Linked DNA regions of Sus scrofa: region 1 is linked to region 2. The links are chromatin contacts, called in public Hi-C maps. All regions are on one chromosome and are shown on one strand. Each heading gives the region's core, a stretch centred on a gene start, on an enhancer-like site or on the middle of the called end of the contact. The rest is flanking DNA. Distances are from core to core; before and after follow the strand shown. Region 1 holds the start of ARHGEF37 (rho guanine nucleotide exchange factor 37). Region 2 overlaps IL17B (interleukin-17B).

Region 1 (6,634 bases), core at 2,145-4,644, 110 kb after region 2:
CTTGAAAGTCAGGTTAATCTCTTTAGCTCCACCCAGTTCACAACTAGCAAACTCTCTCGGCACTCAGCATCTTAGAATTTTGCTTACAAGCCAGTTTCACTTATTTATGTGCTTATTCAGTATATCAACTACTGCCCTTGTTGATCTGCATCAGTACTGTCCTAAATAAAAGCTACCAAATAAAAGTGCATGCACTTAACTTGGGTTTAGCACTGAAAATGCCACCAAATGCTTAATGCTTCTTGAAAATGATTTCAAATAAACTAAATTCAACCTGACTTGTGAAAATTTTAAAACCCAACATAGATGAATCTCAAAAACCTTATGCGAAGTTAGGTATATATATTTATATATATTTACATGTGAGGAAAAATGAGTATTGGGGGCTGAGGTGGAAGGGATGGAAATAAATGCAAGGGGAAAGGGGTTTAAAAATTTAAGGTCAATGAAAATAACATTTTTTATTTTGTGAAGAAAAAAGCTAGACATTCTAATCAAGATTTTCATTCTTGACAATAACAAATGTGTTTTCCCACACAGCAGAGTTTTGTTGTTTTTCTTTTAAGGGATGAGAACCATTAAGAAAATCTCAAATCTGGATCATCTCAGGTTTCACCTTAAAATTTACGTCCTAAGATAAACCCGGAATTTTCTTCCAAATAATTTACTTTAGCATTTCCCACCAATAGAACATTGTATCATTCCATTTCTTCATTAAAAATGTCTATTATCACTGAAAATTTTTTAAAGATAGTGTCATTCGGGTTGTTTCCACATCAGAATTTTTGTATATATTCCAATCCTTAATTCAAGGTTTGAGAAATTAAAGCAAGGATAGGAAAAGAGGCTACAATAAATACCATTCCGGTTAATTCACAACAACCTCTGATATATTTTTGCAAATGTTATTTTTGAGGAATTGTTGGAAAAGGGCTAGGTCCAAACTATTCTATTCTTGGAAAAGGCTCTTTAATCTCAAGAGTCCAACTAGTCTACAACCCATTAAACTTAACCGTTTAAAAGAAGCCAATGTCTTCCTTTATCCCGATTACTCTTTGCCTTCACCAATATCCCATCTCCAAAAACCCACAAATTCCCAGCTATGAGGAGTTGCTGACCACCTAACTCAACAGGTTAGTTACTTAGCAAACTGCATGATTAAGTTTTCTTTTAATACAACGGAGTCCATTTCAACACAGCGCTGCTCCAGCTGCCCTTGCCATGAGCCACCAAACTTAGGACACGACTAAAGGCAGCAAACACTTCCCTTCTCCGGAGGGCTCCGCGCCCCTCAAAGGACCCTGCAGGGGCCCGTGGAGGGACTGGATTTCACCTCGCATCTGCGGCGGCGATCGCAAGCCCGCCGCCGTCACGCCAGCCCCCTCCGTGAACCCCACCACTGCCTGCAGCCCGATCCCGGCTTTTCAAAGGCTTGAGCCGCTCAGGGCTGCCGCCGGGGCGTCGAGGAAGCCTCAGGCGTGAACCCGGCAGAGGCGAGGGCAGGGGCGTGCGGTTGAGTCACGTCGCTCCGCCATTTTCTAAGCGGAGCAGGAAGACATGTTGGAACAAAACACAACAAAAGAGCAGCCATTTCCCAGGCCGGCTCCGCCAGCCCGAGCCGGCGGGCCCCGCCGCCCGCAGCCTCAGGCCCTCGCCGGGCAATCCCAGCAGCCTCGGAGGAGCCGACCGGGAGACGGCAGCAGGCACCCCTTCCGCGTCGGGATCAAAGATGGGCCGCGCACTTTCAAAACCGCGGCCAGACGGACGGACGCTAAGCGGAGCAGGGTGCGCAAACCGAAACGCGGCCTAAGTTGGCAAAGGACGATCTGCTCGGGGACTGGGGTGACTTACGGTCCACGGAGACCCCGGCCACTCAGACCTCAAGAGCCGGATCCAGCTGGTCCCGTCCCCGCCGCTCCCACATCCCCCTTTCGGGTACCTCCCCGGGAGGAGCGCCGTCTGCCCACGGACTCTTACCGTATGTGGGGGATGCCGACCCCACCTTGAAGAATCTTATAGAGTTTGCTCTCGTACAGCAACTGGGGATGCCTGGCCTTCTGAGATTCTAGCTTCACTGCCACTTCCTGCGGGGGAGAGGGAATGATGCCATCAACATCCTTACGGACTCAATGTCACTCGGAAAGGACGGGGCGACGTGAGCAAAGCCCCAACTCTCCCGGCAGTAGAGCCAGGAGGAGAAAGCTCTCTTTGTAATTACAAAACGAGGCATCCAGCCTCAAAGGCCTCTTCAGGGGGCAGTGACGAAAGCGGCACGTCCTCTAAAGTGCAGGAAAATGATTCATCCAGAAAACGTAAAGAGAGGTCCTGAAGAAGCCAGGCGATCGGAAGCTGCGCTAATTGGAACAAGAACCCCAGGAGAATTCAATAGGGAGAGAGCGAAGCATAGGGATTCTGCCGTTCTCACCTTAGAGGATGGGTTTAAAAGTCCGAGTAAGGTGGGAAACTCCACAGTACCCCAACGTCTGCCTCGCTTCTTTCCCTTTTAGGGAAGGACAGCGGTGGAGGTTCCCAGGCCGGGAGAGCCGGCTCCCTCTGGACTTCCCGGGGCGCGCGCGCGGGGGGCAAAGGCCCGAGCCGCTGGGGGGGGGGGGCAGGCGCGGTCGGGAACCCCACCCCGGGGGATTACCTCGCCGTTGGTGATGTTGATCGCCAGGTAAATGTCCCCGAAGGAGCCAGAGCCGATCTTCCGCACCAGTTTGTACTTCCCTCCGACAATGAACTCGGCCTTGGAGCCGCTGCTGCTCGCCATCCTGGGAGAAGATGGAGGCTGGGGCCAAGCCCCGACACCTCTAGGGGACGACGGAGGCCTCTAGCGCTCGTCCGCGGAGCGCGGCAGGAACCGGGGGGCGCTGGCTCCTTCTCGGCGCTACAGGCCCGGAACCGGCCAGGCGGACCCGGATCTCCGCGGCTGTCAGGCTTCCTCCGGCCAGGCCGCAGGCTGCCGAGGCGGTGCTCGCGGTTGCCGGGCCGGGCCACTTGTTCCTGGCGGCCGCCGCTGCCTCGCTCTCGCGGCGACGTCGCCGGCTGGAAAAGGGGCGCGGTGAGTTAGGGCGGCGATCCCGCTGCCCCCGCTGCCGCCAGCTCCCGCCCGGAGGGACCCCTGTCACTCCGCCGACGCCGCCATCTTGTTGCTCCGGCTCCAGCCAACACAAAATGCCCCCAGTCCCCGGGAGCCGCTTCTTCACGGCGCGGAGCACGCTGGGAAAGGGATCGCGGGCGCCAGCCCCGAGGGTCGACGGCGAGAGGGAGGGCGGAACCGGATCCGTGAGAGTCGCGGCCCACGCTCCGAGCGTCCCCCGTCACCGCCCAAGCGCGCAGGCGCACTGCCGCGCCGCGGACTGCGCAGGCGTGCCGCGCCCGCCCCGCGCCCCGCCCCGCGCCCGCTTCCACTTCCGGTCGCCCGCTGCTCCTCCGCGGCTGCCTGTTAGTCACCTCAGACCCGCCTGCTCGGTGAGGGGCCGCGCGGCCCAGGCCTCGAGACGTGTTAGGGAGGAGTCACTGCAGTGCTCGTGGGAGGGGATGCGTCAGGCCTCCCGGGGAGTTGGGTACCGACCTTTGCTCTTGGTCGGAGGCGGTTTTCACCCTTTCGCTCTTTGCGGGGCTCCGGCCGATCTCCGCTGTGGCGGAGCTGTCGCCTCCGGTGGAGAGCGGGAGACGAGCAGCCGCGCTCGGGGCTCCCGCGGCGCAGCCCGGCGGCTCTGGCCGCCCAGGGTTTCGGAGGGCTGGAGGCCCGCTCTCCCCTCCCGGGAAGAGGGGCGCAGGCGCCAGCCCTGCTGCTCTGGGGCTTCGGGTTGCTTCCCGCTGACGCTGTTTGATCCCGGAGGAAAACCCCAATATCCAAGTCATGGGTAGTGGCACGTACGTGGTCGATAGAAAGTAAGATCTGCAGCCGGGGGAAAACGAAAGTTATCCCCCTCCCAAATGCCTTGAAACACCCTATCCTGGTCGTGTGGGAAAATGAGCTGTTGACCCCAGAAACACAGGATAAAAATGACCATTAGACCATAAGATTGGCAGCGTTTAAAACTCTACACAGTAAAAACTTTTACTGAAATTGGACAGGAGTTCCCGTGGTGGCGCAGCCGAAACGAATCCGAGTAGGAACTATGAGGTTATGAGGTTGCGAGTTTGATCCCTGGCCTCGCTCAGTGGGTTAAGGATCCGGCGTGGCTGTGGTGCAGGCCGGCAGCTACAGCTCCGATCGACCCCTAGCCTGCGAACCTCCACATGCAACAGGTCCGGCCCTAAAACAAACAAAAACATTGAACAGAGTCACCTCTTGACCACATTTTGGGTTACAAAATTTGACCTCAGACGGTTGGGCTTAGTGGTGATGATCCCAGGAGAAATGTCCATGTTGCTGTCATCTGCAGTCTGAGTCAAACGCTGACGAATGAGTGAATCAAAGCCTCAGTTGTGAAAGTGCAAAAGCGGCATTATTTTACTATCCCAAGTAAAAGAATGTCATTAAAACAGGAAAAAAATGTACCTCAACTGCAACTTTGAAAGCTGATCAAGTAGTTAGTAATGGAGTTCATCCTGAAAGATATCTTGACTAGGATTTCTCCATGTTACTTTATTTCTGGCTTAAATATTTGTATTCATAAAGCTTTAACCTAAATGTCTTGAATTTGAGAACAGAGGGAAAGAGACTTCTAAGGTTTAAGGTGAAGTTTTGAGGTGCTAACAAAACCCAGGCCCCCTGACCCCCAAAAGGACAGTCTTCACTGGTGACTCCAAAGTGTGTCCGACCTAGTTAAAACTCTCTGCCGTTCGATTTTCTTTTGTTAAAAAAAGTTGGGGTTTCCTTTTGATGCAGCAGGTTAAGGAGGCAGTGTCACTGCTGCGGCTCAGGTTCAGTCCCTGGACTGAAACCTTCTGCATGCTGGGGCTGAGCAGAAAAAAATCAGTTTTAAGTATCTTGAAGTTTCCAGGTTTCCAGAGATAGTGACTGTTCTGCTGATTTTCTACTATAGCTACCCCAAATTTGACGGATCCCTCAGCTTAAGGAGTTCACCGTAAGGGGTGAGGTGTACATTTAAAGGGTTTTTTTTTTTTTTTTTTTGGTTGGAGCTCCCTTTGTGGCTCAGCAGTTAATGAACCCAACTAGGATCTATGAAGATGTAGGTTTGATCCCTGGCCTCGCTCAGTGGGTTAAGGATTTGGCTTTGCCATGAGCTGTGGGGTAGGTCACAGAAGTGTCTCGGATCCTTTGTTGCTGTGGCTGTAGTGTAGTCCAGTGGCTGCAGCTCCAATTGGACCTCTAGCCTGGGAACTTCCATATGCTATGGATGCGGCCCTAAAAAGACAAAAAATAACTAAATAAAATAAAACAAACCACAGTGCTTATCCAAGAAAAGGTCACTAGTAGACAGGGTGTCTTTTGAGTAAAATGATTAAGGACAAGCACAAGAGATACAGACGGGTGTAGTAATGGAGAAAATAAAAACACAAGGGTGGCCTGCCCATCTCTAGAGTTGTTTGGTACAAATAAGTAGAAAAATGGAATGACTTGGGATATGTCAAACACTCTCTCAGGTCTTTGTTACCCAGCTTTGTGCATAATCAGTAGCAGATAAGTGAGTTAATGGAGTAATTGAAAACATGAGAACATCAGAAATGTTCTGTTGGGAGTTCCGGTCGTGGTGCAGTGGAAACGAATCTGACTAGTATCCATGAGGATGCAGGTTTGATCCCTGACATCACTCAGTGGGTTAAGGATCTGGCATTGTCGTGAGGGGTGGTGTAGGTCGAAGACACAGCTTGGATCTGGCATTGTTGTGGCTGTGGTGTAGGCCAGTGGCTACAGCTCTGATTTGCCCCCTAGCCTGGGAACCTCCATATGGCTCCGGTATGGCCCTAAAAAGACAAAAAAAAAAAAAAAAAAAGAATGTCCTACTCCATTTGATCTTGGCAAAGCCCAACACCACTGCAAAAAGACTACGCAATGAGCAGAACCCAGGGCCCGATTTGGGGGCGGGGGGAGAAGACCTCTAGATTGTAGGCCCCTAGTCCACAAAGCAAAAAAAGTTAAATTGTATTTAGAGAGCCTTTTAGAGTTCATAAAGTAATCTGTGATAATCCATTCGGTCTTTCTTCTAGTTTTGGACAGTGACAGCAATTTCTGTGTTCCCTTCGTGTCTTGTCTCTGTTCTCCCCCTCTGCATTATTCACAGGGTTTTGTGAAAGTGTATTGCATCTGTGATAGCAACTTCAAACACTTCTGAGACATTCTACGAACATTTCTTACGTTTTATATTGTCATTAACCCTAAATTTATTTTGATTAATTTAATTATTTGGAAATGTCTTCCTTTTGACCTGTACAGCTTCAGGATTCTTAAGATTGATAGGTTCTGTATGTATACTACCCAATGAACTTTTAATAATCCTTTACACACGTAAAATGGTGACCTCTCTTTTCCTTACAAAAGTGACAAGGAAACAATACTGGAGTAATGGATATTTATTTTATTCTTTTTTTGTCCTTTTTTAGGACTGCACCCTTGACATGGATGCAGGCTAGGGGTCTAATCAGAACTACAGCTGCTGGCCTACACCACAGCCACAGCAACGCCAGATCCTTAACCCACTGAGCGAGGCCAGGGATTGAA
Region 2 (6,089 bases), core at 216-2,715:
ACCCCTTTTCCCTGGAACGGGACCCAGGAGAGCACGTAAAGTTCCCATGCTCGCTCCTGGCTGCCCGAGCGACCCGACTGCTGCTGAGGGCCAGGGCCTGGGACACCATCCACGTCAGAGCAAGAAGGACACAGCTGGCCGGAAGCGAGGGCAGGGCTGGGCTGGGGCGAGCGCCTCCCTTCAGCTGGAGCACCAAGCTCATGCCCGGCCCGGTAGGTACCACCAGACACCAGGCTTTTCAGGAAGCAACAATGAGCAATAAGGGGCTGCCTAACTGTGCTCACTGACCAGCAGGCACTGTGCCGAGTCCCTCCCACGCCATTTTATTAAATCCCCCCACCGCCTGCACGAGGTCCTAGAGGTACCTCTACGGACGGGGCAGCTGAGGCTCAGAGAGCCCACAGCCGCAGGAGATCCGGTTCCTGCACACACGGTTCCCTGCGGTGTGGGAACAGAGGGGAGGGCCCACCTGGGCAGCTGGGCCTCGAGGAGGGGCTAAGCCTCACCCTCACCCTGACAAGGTCAAAGCAGACCCTGCCCGGGAGGCGGGGGGGTGCGTCGCGAAGCCCAAGCCCCACCTAGAGTCCTCAAGGGGACCTGAGCACTCCAGGGCGTGCGCATGGTGCCCAGCAAGGTGCCTGGCACAGAGCAGGCACCCACCAAACACCTGACACACTGACTCAGAGCGGCTCTATGCACGTGATGCACGGCGCTAATGCTGGACCGAGAATGGGAGCCCCAGGCAGTGGGGACGCACAGCCCGGGAGGTTAGAGTTCACACGCCAGAGGCTGACAGACCTGGTTTTCATCCTGCCCCTGTCAGTTCTGAGCTGTGTGACCTTGGGGAAGTTACCTGACTTCTCTGAGCCTTAGTTTCTTCTGCAGAGCGGAAAAGATAGGATCTTGGCTCTCCGGGGATGGCTGTGGGGACCAGAGGAGAAAATGCTGAAGCACTTGGCAGAACACCTGACCAAAGTAAGCGCTCAGTCAGTGGTGGCTGCAATTGTCACTGTAACTGCTAAAACAGGTTTGGAGTTGGGGCTTCAAAAGGCTGCTCCCGGAGGGTTCCTTGGCAGGAACGGCATGGCGAGGCGGGGACAAGGACAGAACCTGCACAAGAAGGCAGAGGTCCCCATCCCCGGGGGCCACCGTGGAGCCTTGGCCGGGCCCGGGAGCCCTGCGGGATGCGGTGCAGAGATGTGCCCACGTGGGCCCGTGAGGCCGGGGAGGGCAGGAGACCAGCAGACGCCTGCCGCGCGATGCAGGGCGTCAGGCCGGGAGGGAGCATCTTCCCCGGACGCCTTGGCTCTCCCGCCCGGCTGCCCACCCCGCCCCCACCCTCTCGGGGCAGGAGTCCTGCTCCCAGGCCCATATTTGCACAAATGCCTCCCTCACTGCTCACTCCAGAGCCCCAGCCAAGAGGCACTATTTTAAGCTCCCTGGACTGGAACACTGGTGGTGGGAACAGACCCATCCAGAAAGCTCCCAGTTCTCAAAAAAGGGCAAAGGCCTGGGTGGACAGGGCGGGCACATCCACAGGACCTTCGGCCCAGGCCAGGCGCCAAGGCCTCCTCCCCTGGGGGGGGCGGGGGGCAGTCAAAGAACGCGAGGCGGGTGGCGGTGGGGGTGGGCTTGCACTCCGGGAAGGGGGGCCAAGGCCCCCCTCCCACCCCACCTTCAGGCTTGAGGACCCCAAGCTGGTGTTTGGGGCTGCAGACAGATGCTGGGGACTATCTTGCGGGGCCCCTGCCAGTGCGGGAGCCCCGTCTAAAGCGTCCTGGCGGGGCCCTCCAGTGCAGGCAGATGGTGCCTCGCTAAGGATGCACATCCCACTTTTTAAAGCTTCTTTGCTGTTGTTGAAAATAATAAATCTTTTCTCTTTCATGATACGACAGCCCCCTCCCCATCACGCAGCAGGGTGCAGCGGGAGAGTGCAGACCTCAGAGACGGTGGCTGGACACTTGTCCAGCCTGCCCCTTCTTATGTGGCCTCATCCATTTTTCCAAACCTCAGTGAGCCACAGTTTCCTCACCTGATTGTTAAACGGCCTTATCATTAAAATTCTGATCTGCCTGGCACACAATTGGTACTTAAGATGTGGTTGACATGGGTTGTTTTTACTGTGATCTGGTTGGCTTACGTGTGCCTGGTTTTTTTGTTTGTTTTTTGTTTTTTTAGGGCTACACCCTCGGCACAGGGAGGTTCCCAGGCCAGGAGTCCAATCGGAGCTGTGGCCGCCGGCCTACACCACAGCTGCAGCAACGCCAGATCCGAGCCGCGTCTGCGACCTACACCACAGGTCATGGCAATGCCGGATCCTTAACCTACTGAGATCCAGGGATCAAACCTGCGTCCTGGTGGATGCCAGTCAGATTCGTTTCCGCTGCACCAGGACGGGAGCTCCGTGTCTATTGTTTGTTGGACGGAGTTTCTGTGGTGTGAGTGCAATGTTGGCTTTTGGTAAAGAACCAGTATCGACTAATACTTAAAAGCACAGACTTTGAACTAAAGTGACTGGACCCCGGCCTCTCCACGAAACAGCTGGGTTGCCCTGGGCGAGGGCCCTACCTTCTCTGAGCCCGTGTGTCCTCCTCCAGAGGAGGGGGATTTAACGGGATAACGCCCGTAAAGTACCGCGCACAGTGTGGGCTCAGCGAATGACGCTATTATTTTGGTGCAGACGTTATTGTGGCTGTGCTCAATCAGGTGCACTGAACAATTCTAGAACTCATCTTTTCTAGAACTTTCCAGCTGCCAGATAATAGAACTGACTGCCCTGGGGAAAAGAGAGTTCCCCCTTAGCTGAGGTGGTTTAGGAGGAACCAGGGGACCAGTTGTGAGGGAGATTCGAGAAGGGGGCAGAGCTGGGCTTCTGGAGCTATGACAGTTCCCTTCTGGCCGTGACAGGTGGACTCTGAGTCCCAGGCCTCAGGCCCCCAGGTGGGGCTGCCCCTCCCGCCTCTACTTGCCCAGACCGCGACAGGAAGGAGCCCGGGGCCTCCAGGGCTGCGGCATAAACAGCCTGTCCCGGAGCAGATGGAGGCGCCGGGCCCCCTGCCCAGCAGCACATCCTCCCCTCAGTGCAGGGATGTTTAGGCTCTGGTCAGAGTTTACAGGACGTCTGGACTTACAAGACCCAGAGTTCTGACCGCTCCCCGCCCCGCTGTCAGCCCCCACCTCTTGCTGGCCCCGCATCAGTTTTGGTGGGAAGCCCCATCCGCCAGCGGAAGCCAGAACAGGGTCCAACAGGAGAAATGTTCCCGTCAGATTCCCAGGGCCCAGACCGGTGCAGGGAGCAGCGTGTGCTGCGGGGGCGGGGGGGGGGGGGCTCGGAGGGGGAAGCAGGGGAGGGGCCACCCTCCCTCTGTGGCTTGGGTTCAAAGGCCACCCCCGCCAACACAGCAACCAACCCATGGTGCTTACCAGCCTCTGGACGTGGTGGCTGCTGCTGTGGGCTCAGACGGTGCTGCAGTCACTGTACTGGCTCGGTGTGTGGCTGTGTGGCCGTGAATTTGTGCTTGGAGTCTTGCGTGTGCATGTTCTGTTATTGCTCCGAAGAGTCACTGGGCGGAAGCTTCTCGCAAGCAGCAAACATGCCTTATTCACACGTGCCTCTCAGCACCTGGCTCAGGAGCCAGGGACCCACTGTACCAGGACAGGACCTGCTAAGAGACCAGCGAAACTGAGGCTACGCACTACCCACCGCTGGGGGGCCTGGCAGCAGCCCGACCTGACTGCCAGAGCCAGGGCACCAGCCCCCACCCCACCTCCCCCACCAGAAAACCGCCTCGGGAACCGGCAGGCTCTTAGGGCTGCAGGGAACCCCAGCCCAAGCCTCCTGCCGAGGCTGCTCTCTGGCCTGAACCTGCTGGGAGCCAACGCCGAGCTGCTGCCCCAGGTGGCAGTTTAAAGCCTTGTCTGGGAGGCTCCGTAATTTCCAGGAGCCGTGACCTTCAGTACAGGCAAGGAAGACCCTTCAAAGTTCTCGAGAAGGGTTTACTCCCTTCATTTAACAAATGGACCCTGAGCACCTACGACGTGCCAGGCCCTGGGCACACAGCAGTGGACGGCCAGACCTGTTCCTGAGCTCACGGTCTTATGCAGGACGGACGGAGTACCAACATCACCGCTGGAGGACCCGCCTGGGGCCTGGGGCTCTGCTGGGCCCCTCCTCTCGGTCCCCGGTACTCCTGCACCCAGGGGAACGCCGCATCTCCTGGGAAGCCCGCGACCTCCGTCCTCGGGACACGGGCTGGAAGGTACAACGTCTCCAGAACGTGAAATCTTGCCAAATTTCCATCGGGAGGTCAGTTCTCATAAATACAGTATCTGTGGGGAAGGAGGGAGAAGCGGCTGACGTGGAATCCCACCGTTTGCAAACAACGTCTGTTCCCAGGAAAGATGTGTCCGTCGCTGTCCTACTCTTAGAAGACAGCGTCAGGCTTCTGGGCCTGGGAGACAGAGGCGGCCGGGCCCGAGGACCCCGGCGGGGGCGGGGAGTAACCACCACTGGGAACAGGGTACCCTCCTGCCTCTACACACATTCGCGTCCCTGGCTTTGCTCCTGGCACCAAGCCCACGTGAGCAAGACTCTTACAAAAGAGGAAAGTGAGGGCGCTCCCGTGGTGGCGCAGTGGTTAACAAATCCGACTAGGAACCATGAGGTTGCAGGTTCGATCCCTGGCCTTGCTCAGTGGCTTAAGGTTCCGGCGTTGCCGTGAGCTGTGGTGTAGGTTCCAGACACAGCTCAGATCCCACATTGCTGTGGCTCTGGCATAGGCCAGTGGCTACAGCTCTGATTTGACCCCTAGCCTGGGAACCTCCATATGCCACAGGAGCGGCTCAAGAGAAGGCAAAAAGATTAAAAAAAAACAACAAAACAAAACAAAAAAAAAAACCAAGAGGAAAGTGAGGCTCATACAGTGAGGGAGGCTGGGCCCTGCGGCCCCCTCTGACCACCCCCACCCCCACCCTCGCCCCCGGAAGGGAGCGTGCAAGGGTTAGAGCCATTAGGCTGGTCACGCAGAGCAGCGAAAGCCGCCCCAATCGCGTCGTCATTTTTTTTTCTCTCTTTAGGGCCACATGTGCCGCACACGGAGCTTCCCAGCCTCAGGGCCGCATCAGCGCTACAGCTGCGGGCCCACACCACAGCCACACCAGAGGGAACCGAGTCCGGCCAGAGGGCTCAGGGCCCGAGGGTTACGATCTGAGTCAGCCCTGGAGCGGGCTCACGGGCGCGCTGGGAAACAGCGGGGCTGTCGGGCTCTCCGGTCAAGCGATCGCACAGCTCTGGCCCCGATTTCTCCGCTTCCACCCTGAGAGGCCTGGGCGTTCCGGCCACAGAGCCAGCTCTGACCTGCCATTCCAGAGTCGCCTACAAGTCTTGGGGTTTTTTAGGCCATTTCTTAGCATCACAGGCCCCGCGGACCTTACGGGCCATTTTGCTGGGGTCTCAGTGATGCTCTCACTGGAGGCTCAAGTTGCCTCTTAGTCTCTCCTCGTCTGAAGCGCCTGCTTCCCGGCTCCTTCCACCCGCTGATGACAACTTGGGTCTTGAGCATCCGAAGAACAAAGCTGCGCCTTCTGCCCTGAGACAAGCGGCATCGGTCAGGACGGGCCAGGTGGTGCTGCAGTAAGAAACGGGCCCAGCAGAGCGGCCTTTCTCGCCTACACCACGAGTCCCGCGCGGGCTACGTGGCTGCGCTCTGCCGTCAGAACCACGCGGCCACACGGAGTGCTGGGAGCGGCACGATGATACCTGCCTCCGGAGGCGTGAAAGCAGGATCAGAGGCTTGCCGGCAGTGGAGGCAGCCACGGGCTCTGGAGTCTTGGCTACAACCACGTATTTCCTTCAGGCAAATTCGTCTCTTTAGACGTCAGCTTACCTGTCAGGTGAGGCTGATGACAAGCACCCGCTCCGCAGGTCTGCTGTGAGGTCGACCGAGGGGCCAGAGTCGGGCTCACAGAAAGAGCTCCACAGGTGCCGGGTTTTGAATGGCGTGAGCAGAGTGCTGTCCTCCCCGCGGGGCTGCCACCTCCCGACGGGACACGGGCAGCCTTCTTGCTCGTGAGCCGCAACTGAAATTCCT

What was found. Hi-C and Micro-C count contacts between places; a contact is called where the count stands out from the background.
Region 1: a contact with region 2 is called in a Hi-C map of liver, with 12 times the contacts expected there. The contact joins the promoter of ARHGEF37 here to the enhancer-like site in region 2. A contact is called at or near these places in 1 of 5 promoter capture datasets (liver), 8 of 47 Hi-C or Micro-C datasets (brain, embryonic fibroblasts, heart right ventricle and 5 more) and 2 of 2 datasets of contacts at active chromatin or transcription factors (alveolar macrophages and skeletal muscle).

What each region holds. Positions count from the first base shown.
Region 1 is chr2:150,659,076-150,665,709 of Sscrofa11.1, forward strand. ARHGEF37 (rho guanine nucleotide exchange factor 37) reads left to right here and starts at 3,395. Exons shown (of 13, transcript XM_003124090.6): 1 at 3,395-3,471. CSNK1A1 (casein kinase I) reads right to left here and starts at 3,356. Exons shown (of 10, transcript XM_003124088.3): 1 at 2,648-3,356; 2 at 1,978-2,084. The coding sequence starts at 2,770.
Region 2 is chr2:150,548,031-150,554,119 of Sscrofa11.1, forward strand. IL17B (interleukin-17B) reads right to left here. Exons shown (of 14, transcript XR_002342005.1): 3 at 3,424-4,329; 4 at 854-921. Among named protein-coding and RNA genes, the nearest start is that of PCYOX1L, 25 kb to the left of the region's middle. Within about 2 kb of position 1,466, at least 8 of the 83 cell types and tissues checked have an H3K27ac peak or open chromatin away from gene starts, as enhancers often do. A contact at or near this core is called in liver, where this site is marked.